Regions from separate parts of the Zea mays genome. Here region 1 is linked to region 2. Evidence: chromatin contacts called from public Hi-C data. All regions are on one chromosome and are shown on one strand. Each heading gives the region's core, a stretch centred on a gene start, on an enhancer-like site or on the middle of the called end of the contact. The rest is flanking DNA. Distances are from core to core; before and after follow the strand shown.

What was found. A called contact is a pair of places that touch in the nucleus more often than the background predicts.
Region 1: a Hi-C map of leaf shows a contact between it and region 2, with 4 times the contacts expected there. The contact joins two enhancer-like sites. A contact is called at or near these places in 3 of 25 Hi-C or Micro-C datasets (bundle sheath, ear and leaf).

The regions. Positions count from the first base shown.
Region 1 is chr9:64,670,444-64,673,754 of Zm-B73-REFERENCE-NAM-5.0, reverse strand. No RefSeq gene overlaps it. Among protein-coding and RNA genes, the nearest start is that of LOC103638530, 62 kb to the left of the region's middle. Within about 2 kb of position 2,029, at least 12 of the 20 cell types and tissues checked have an H3K27ac peak or open chromatin away from gene starts, as enhancers often do. A contact at or near this core is called in ear and leaf, where this site is marked.
Region 2 is chr9:64,288,821-64,292,058 of Zm-B73-REFERENCE-NAM-5.0, reverse strand. No RefSeq gene overlaps it. Among protein-coding and RNA genes, the nearest start is that of LOC103629530, 9.7 kb to the left of the region's middle. Within about 2 kb of position 1,343, at least 13 of the 20 cell types and tissues checked have an H3K27ac peak or open chromatin away from gene starts, as enhancers often do. A contact at or near this core is called in ear and leaf, where this site is marked.

The sequences.
Region 1 (3,311 bases), core at 780-3,279, 380 kb before region 2:
AAATTGGAGAAAATGGCAAAAGTTTACAAGTGCTCCAAAATTGGAACCCTCAGAACAAGTGGCATTGAGCCAACTTTGGGCTCTTATAGCTTTTAATCCCTAAGGATTTTGTGGTAGGTCACCATAACAAAGTTGTAGGGCTACTATAGGGGTACAAGTTCAATTGAGAAACATAGCCCTAAAACCATATGAAATCTAGTACAAAACACATCCAAAGTAAGGCTAGTAGAATTCTAAAATTTCAGATCAGGAACAGTAATCTGAAAAGCTGAGATTCAGTGTTTGGTGCTAGGTTTGAAGTCCTTTTGTGGCCAATCTAGGGGGGTTTAAGGTTGTGAGCTATGTAGACAAATAAGAGACCATCAGAAGGTGATTAAATGTTCTTAAGATAGGTGGGCATGATCCTGTGCAAAAATTAGGGGAAATGATGTTCAAAGTGGTGCTGTCAGACTAATGAATTCTAACTGATGTCCTGAGAGACTTTCTCTGAATTCCTGTCTATCTGATCAACTTTGAGACCTTACAGAGGCTATCCTATGTCATTAGGAGCCAGGTTTGTGTAAGCAAAGTTGGAGAGCTAGTATTCATGAGCAGGTTTTATTCGGAGGGCCTGGCTTTATATCACATAAATTTTGGAGATAATGGTGCTCAAACTGCCTCTATCAAAAGGTAAAATCAGATGGAGACTGTAGGCCAAAATTCAGAAAACTGGAATGGTACTAGTGTGATGCAGCTGGTTTTTGGGTGCCATAACTTCTGATCCATGAGGTTTAGGTCCAAGAACCCTATAGTAACTTTGAAGATCCTCGATTAGGGAACAAGTTCTGTTAACAAAGTCTAATCTATTCTTAACCATTATAAACAGAAAAAGGTGGCTGAATAGGGGGAGGTCAGTCAAGTGTTGTAGATCCTAATGTGCAGAAATATCTGCCACTGATTTTTTCCCCTTGTCGTGTCTTATTTTGGTGTAAAGTGAAGATAGAGATGAGGAAATGGCAGGGATATTTAGAACTTTGGCCATCACTGAAATATCTCAAGTTTGGAATATCTGCTTTAGTGAAACCTTATCTGCCTACCCCCTGCCATGGTAAACTCATCCTTGCCTTGCTGTGCTCTGGAGACCAGCGTGGATCTTCAAGGTTGATCCACGCATCCTTACCCATGCATTCACTGGGACTTCCAGAGCTCCCTTTGTTGTAATCCCATGAACCCATCCATCGCCTGATCTTTTTCCCTACCTATTTAAGAGTAACCGAAGGAAGGGGGAAAGGGAGTAAAGGAGAGATCCTTGCCTCTGTCGTAAGCCACTGTGTGTAGCTTCAACATAGTATTGTTGCCTTCACCTCCCCAAACTATACCCTGAAAACGCCCAATTCTCTGGTCAAGCGACTTCATGTGTCTGGTGACCACATCACCGACGCCTCAACCTCGCATGGCCAGGCAAACATGGTATGGTTCGACGCCTCTGATTCAATGTTCTAGTGTCCTTATATGTGGGTGAAGCTCACCGAAGTGGTCGTTTTGTCATTATTGTCATAGATAGGTTGGAACGCGATCTCGACGCCGCGTGCTAGCCCATAAACTGCTCCTGTGTCGACCAACCAAAACTTTGTTGGTTTGACGCTGGTTCTCGTGAGCACCGTGTCTTGCGTAACCCACTGGTGCTCCCCGTTCTCGTAATTTGAACTTTTGGTGCTAATGCTGTATGGACGGGCGCCATGGACCCCGAACCCCGTCGTGGGCATGGTTAGGTCGCTCTGGGGGATTACGAGCTGAATCCGTGACTGAGACCATTTAGTTTGGGTCAGGGTTAGGTTTAGCCGGTGTTCGCAGGATGCTCAAGTTATCCGCCGTCGTGGCAGGGCGCGCGGGATGTTCATCAGCGCCGCTGGCCGGACTCGAGGACGTGAATTTGGAAGACGAAAGAAATAGGGGGGCAAAAAGAAAGATGTCAGAGACACATAGAAGACCAATTGGTACTCTTTTAAAATGTTTAAATCGTTAGGGGTCTTTGCGCTAGTTCACCCCGCGGTCGCGGGCGTGTCCTACTTCTGCGTAGGATTAGGTCTTCTAGGCTGAATTCGGCCTGATACTGTTCATTAGTTTTTCGTTTTATTTTTTGCTATTAAGTTGGAAAATCTATAGAAATTAGTAGAAAAATGTTAAAAATATGAGACCAATTTTGTTAGACTTCTAAAATCATCTAGTATTTAATAAAAATAGTTCCAAGATTTTTATCCTAAACCTAGAATTATGTAGCCTTTAAAGGTATTCAAACCAAGACCTTTAGAATTTTAGAAATAAATTAGTAACTCCAAAAATGGTAAAACTTTTTGGGTAGGCTTAGTATGATGATTAAAGGCTTTGGGTGAAGTTTGAAATGATTTGGACATTGTTTGGTCCCAAACCCAATAAACTAGCATCCTAGGGTTTAGTTACCTAATACTGATAGAATACTAACTTAGGAAACCCTAGTGATTAGTATGTACCGTGAAGGAAAGTTGTATTCAAGATACAACTTAGTATGCTTCTATTATGTAACTGCATATTCATAGCATCACATAAGCATTCATGTATATGTACTGTTATGTATAGAAAACGAGGAAGAGACTGTTGTTGAAGAAGAAGTTGTCCCGCAAGCTGAGGATCTACCAGCTGAAAATAACTTCTACTTCGACATCTGTGGAACAGACCCAGAACCTCCTGCAACACAAGGCAAGCCCCGGTACATTTACCCCTTTTCCTTGCAATTTTAAAGTCTTATCACTTGAAATGATGCATTAGGTGATAGGAGTTATGTGCTAAACAATTGTTGCATTCCTTTCCTTGGAACTGATTACCATTCCTTGTTACCTGATTTGCTTAAAGTTTTCTGATGCTTAGCTCTGCTTTAGAAAACAAAATGTTTTTTAAACAAAAAGTGATGCTTCATATGGGATGGGAAATTTTACAAAGAAAAGACTTATGATGGTGAATCCATCATGGCCGTCATGGGTTCAACATCTGAAAAGATGTACCTCTGTCAGGTACCAAACTTTGGGCTGTAAATGGTAAAGACGAGACCAGGCGGGTGACTTGCATGAGAAGGAAGTCTCGGTGTAATGTCTCCGTCTGAGTCGATTAAGGACCGAACCGATGTAGGCTTGCTGATCGTGGACCTTTTAACTGGCCACATGCCTCATCATGGGTAAGCTTTGCCTCGGTCGGACCAATACCAGAAACGCCACCCCTCAATGAGAGTGGAGAGATGGAGAGAGTAGCATGTACCCTCCATGGCAAGAGGTTGGACGGTGGTGTATCTGTGCTCTCGG
Region 2 (3,238 bases), core at 94-2,593:
CTATGCAAATAAGCAATCTATAATGTGCAACCTAGATTTTTTCAAAGTGTTGCTATCTCTACTGCAAAAACTAAGTTTCAATTCTAAATAATTTAACTAGAAAGAAGAGATTGAAACTTAAGTAGTCAATGTAAATGCGGAAGGTGAAGAGCTAGTAGAGAAAGCAAACTCTTGTGGATGACGTTAGTATTTTTTACCGAGGGATCTAGAACCACGCAAGGTCTCAACTAATCCTAATGGTGTCCCTAAACAAAGGGTAGCCCACGCGAGGCCCAAGCACCTCGGTCGAGTAACTCCGTAGAGAGCCGCGGGCGTTCTCCACACACAAGTGGTGCTCTACTTCCGGCTCCTCTCGGATGCTCCCCGACGTCTCCACTATCGAGCTTTCGGCCAAAACGCCATGAGCCTCGTTCCCTCCGGTACACGTGGCGGTCATGACACAAACTCGGTTGTCACGGTCTTGCAAGACTCTCGCCCCACTCTGTACAATTACGACGTCTCACACAAGAGCTAAGGGGTTGTGTGGTTTTACTAAACTCACTCAACTAACTAGGATTCACCTAGAACAAGCATATAAATGGTCTAACTAACCTAATGTAACACCCTGAATTTGGGGGTATAAAATTTCTTTTCTGATATCCACCAAATTCAGGTGTTACCCTCTTACTTTCCTTCTTTTATACTCTTTTTCTAAATAGTGGAGAGTTATTTTATTATATATATAAATTTTTAGCGTAGTAGAATAAAATCCTAGAGAAGTTTTGATTATTGCATTCATGCCATTGCATAGTGTTTATGAGTGCAAAAAGTTTTCGAAATATGTAAAATTATCTCGAGCATGTTTTGGGGGATTTTCTAACCATTCAGAACTTTTTATTTCGAGTATTAAACGTGAAATCTAGATTCTCTGATATTGTTTTATCCATAAAGTTTAGGATTTGCGAAAGCTAAAATATTCCAAAAAAATAATATATGTATTTTTTTCTTTTTCCTCTCGTTGGGCTTGTTCCATATCACGTGCCCTTTTTCACGAGATCACTGAACAGCTTCTCGCGAACGGCATGCTGCTCGCGTCGGTTATCCTTATCTATCCCCGTCTACTCTTCCGACGTCTATCTCGGCATCCTGGGCCCATGGGCCAGCTCCGACTATCTTCGTCTAATTTTACCTAATCATGTCTACCACATGTCTAACTCTGTCTCCACCTTACACTGTCTCGCGCAATCCGCCGCGCAATCCGCCTCTTTCGCCGCGATCCACAACAAATTTAGTGACCATCTCCCACGCCCTGTGGCCCAGCCACGTCACGTGTCGAGCGTGCTGGCATAGCCGTGCCTAGCCGCTCCCTGCCCTCGGGCCCTACCGGTCAGTCTCCCCCGCTGGGGCGTGGCACTGCACCATGGGGCCCATTTGTCATCTCCCTCAAAACTGCCTATCCATGTCCATCTTGCCCACGATGCAGAAAAGCGCCAACCGCCCACCCATGCCGGCCATTTGAACAACCCCTGCATCTCCTTCGCCCCGCTCCCTTCTCTCTAGCGCCTCCTTGCCCTTTCTGGCGGCGCAGCTCCGCCCTTGGCTCTCCTGCGCGCAGCTGGGCGTGGCGTGGCCCGACTCCGGCGAGCGGTTGAAGAAACCCCGATGCCAAGCACCTTCCCCACCGGAGCTTCGCTGACCTGCTGTCCACGTTTCTCTTCGCCGTGCTTCATCGTGATGGTGTGGTGAGGTGAGGTCGTCTACCCCCTTCCCTTGTCTATCTCGCTCTCGCTCCGCCCCGCCGTAGCTAGCTGCTGCGCGCTCGCCACCATGGCCAGTGCCGGCTCCCTGCAACGCAGACCGCGTGGGGGCTAGGCGCATGTGTGTTCTTGCTCCTGGCCGCCAATGCCAGCTTCGGCGAGCAGCAGCCCCACCGCGCGTACGTCCCTAGCGCTACCGGCCGTGGCAGCAGCCATGGCATTGCTCTGCACGCCCTACACCCTGGCCGAAAACGACCATCGATGAGCCCAAGCAGCCGCACCCCGGTCGTCCCCACGCGACCCTGATCAACAACCATTTTGGCGTGCCGCTTGCGTGCGGTGCATGGAGGAGAACCAGTCAAACCTTGCATGCAAGTTCGTATCCCCCATTCCGCATGCGCATGTGAGATACGGCTAGAGAGAATCAGGGAACTGTCCATGCCCCCTCTGCGCTGGCTGCATGTAGCAAAAATCAAGGGCGTCAGGAGAGAAAAAAGGAACTGTCATTGGACCTAGGCATATGCACCATACGTTTTAATCCGATCTAAGAGTTTAGCTTTGTCCAATTGGGTTGTGCCGCATCACATTAATACACGGTTTATCAAATACACGTTAACTTTTACGTTAGTCAAATACACGTTAACTTTTACGTTAGATGTCTGATTCATTCTGTTTCCGTCGCCTTAACTTCTAAATAACATTAACCAAGAATTAGTAACAATATTTTGTTGTAACACACGTATTAGTTAGTTAATTAATTAATTGCTTGTCCGATGGTTATTAGAAAGACATTCCAATTTAAAACTAATTTAGGGTTTCGATTTACGCATATCTGTTAGTGATCCTCGCGTGTGTCGTGCACGCTGTTTTCGCGTGTCGCGCGCAATGCCATGTGTCGTTTGCGTGTATCGCACGTTGTCCGCACACATTAGTTAATTGTTTCATTATAATCGTTTATGCTCATTAATTAATTCTTGATTAGTCGTTGACTAATTGATGATTCAATTTATCTAAAATACCTTGCGCAAATAATTTATATGAACTAAAATCAACTTAGAAATATAGTTTTGCGCGTTTAATCGCAATCTAGTAGTATTCGTTGGTCGTGTCGTTTGTTAGCCGCAGATAGCCAGTTATTTGATATATAATGCGTCGTAAACCCTTTCTACTCGTCCTGGTCGCATGCTGATTCGCTCGTCGTTCGCGCTGGTGGCGCGCGCTGTTTCGGGTGTCGTCAGTGTGCTATGTCGCGCGTGTCCGTGCGTCGTTTGCACGCTGTCGTGCTGTTTCGCATCGTAAATTCGCCTCGCTTAGACTCTCGTTTTAATTAAATTACTTATTTAACTGACATTTGTTAGTGTAGCAGATTAATCGAACTAAATGATAGATATTATTTATATTTGATAATGTGAATTAAACGTTATAGTTAATATTTGTTGAGCGTAAACTCGTTGACTTCTTGACCGTAGCTTCGAGTTTGGCGTTTCTTTTCCTCGGGTGAC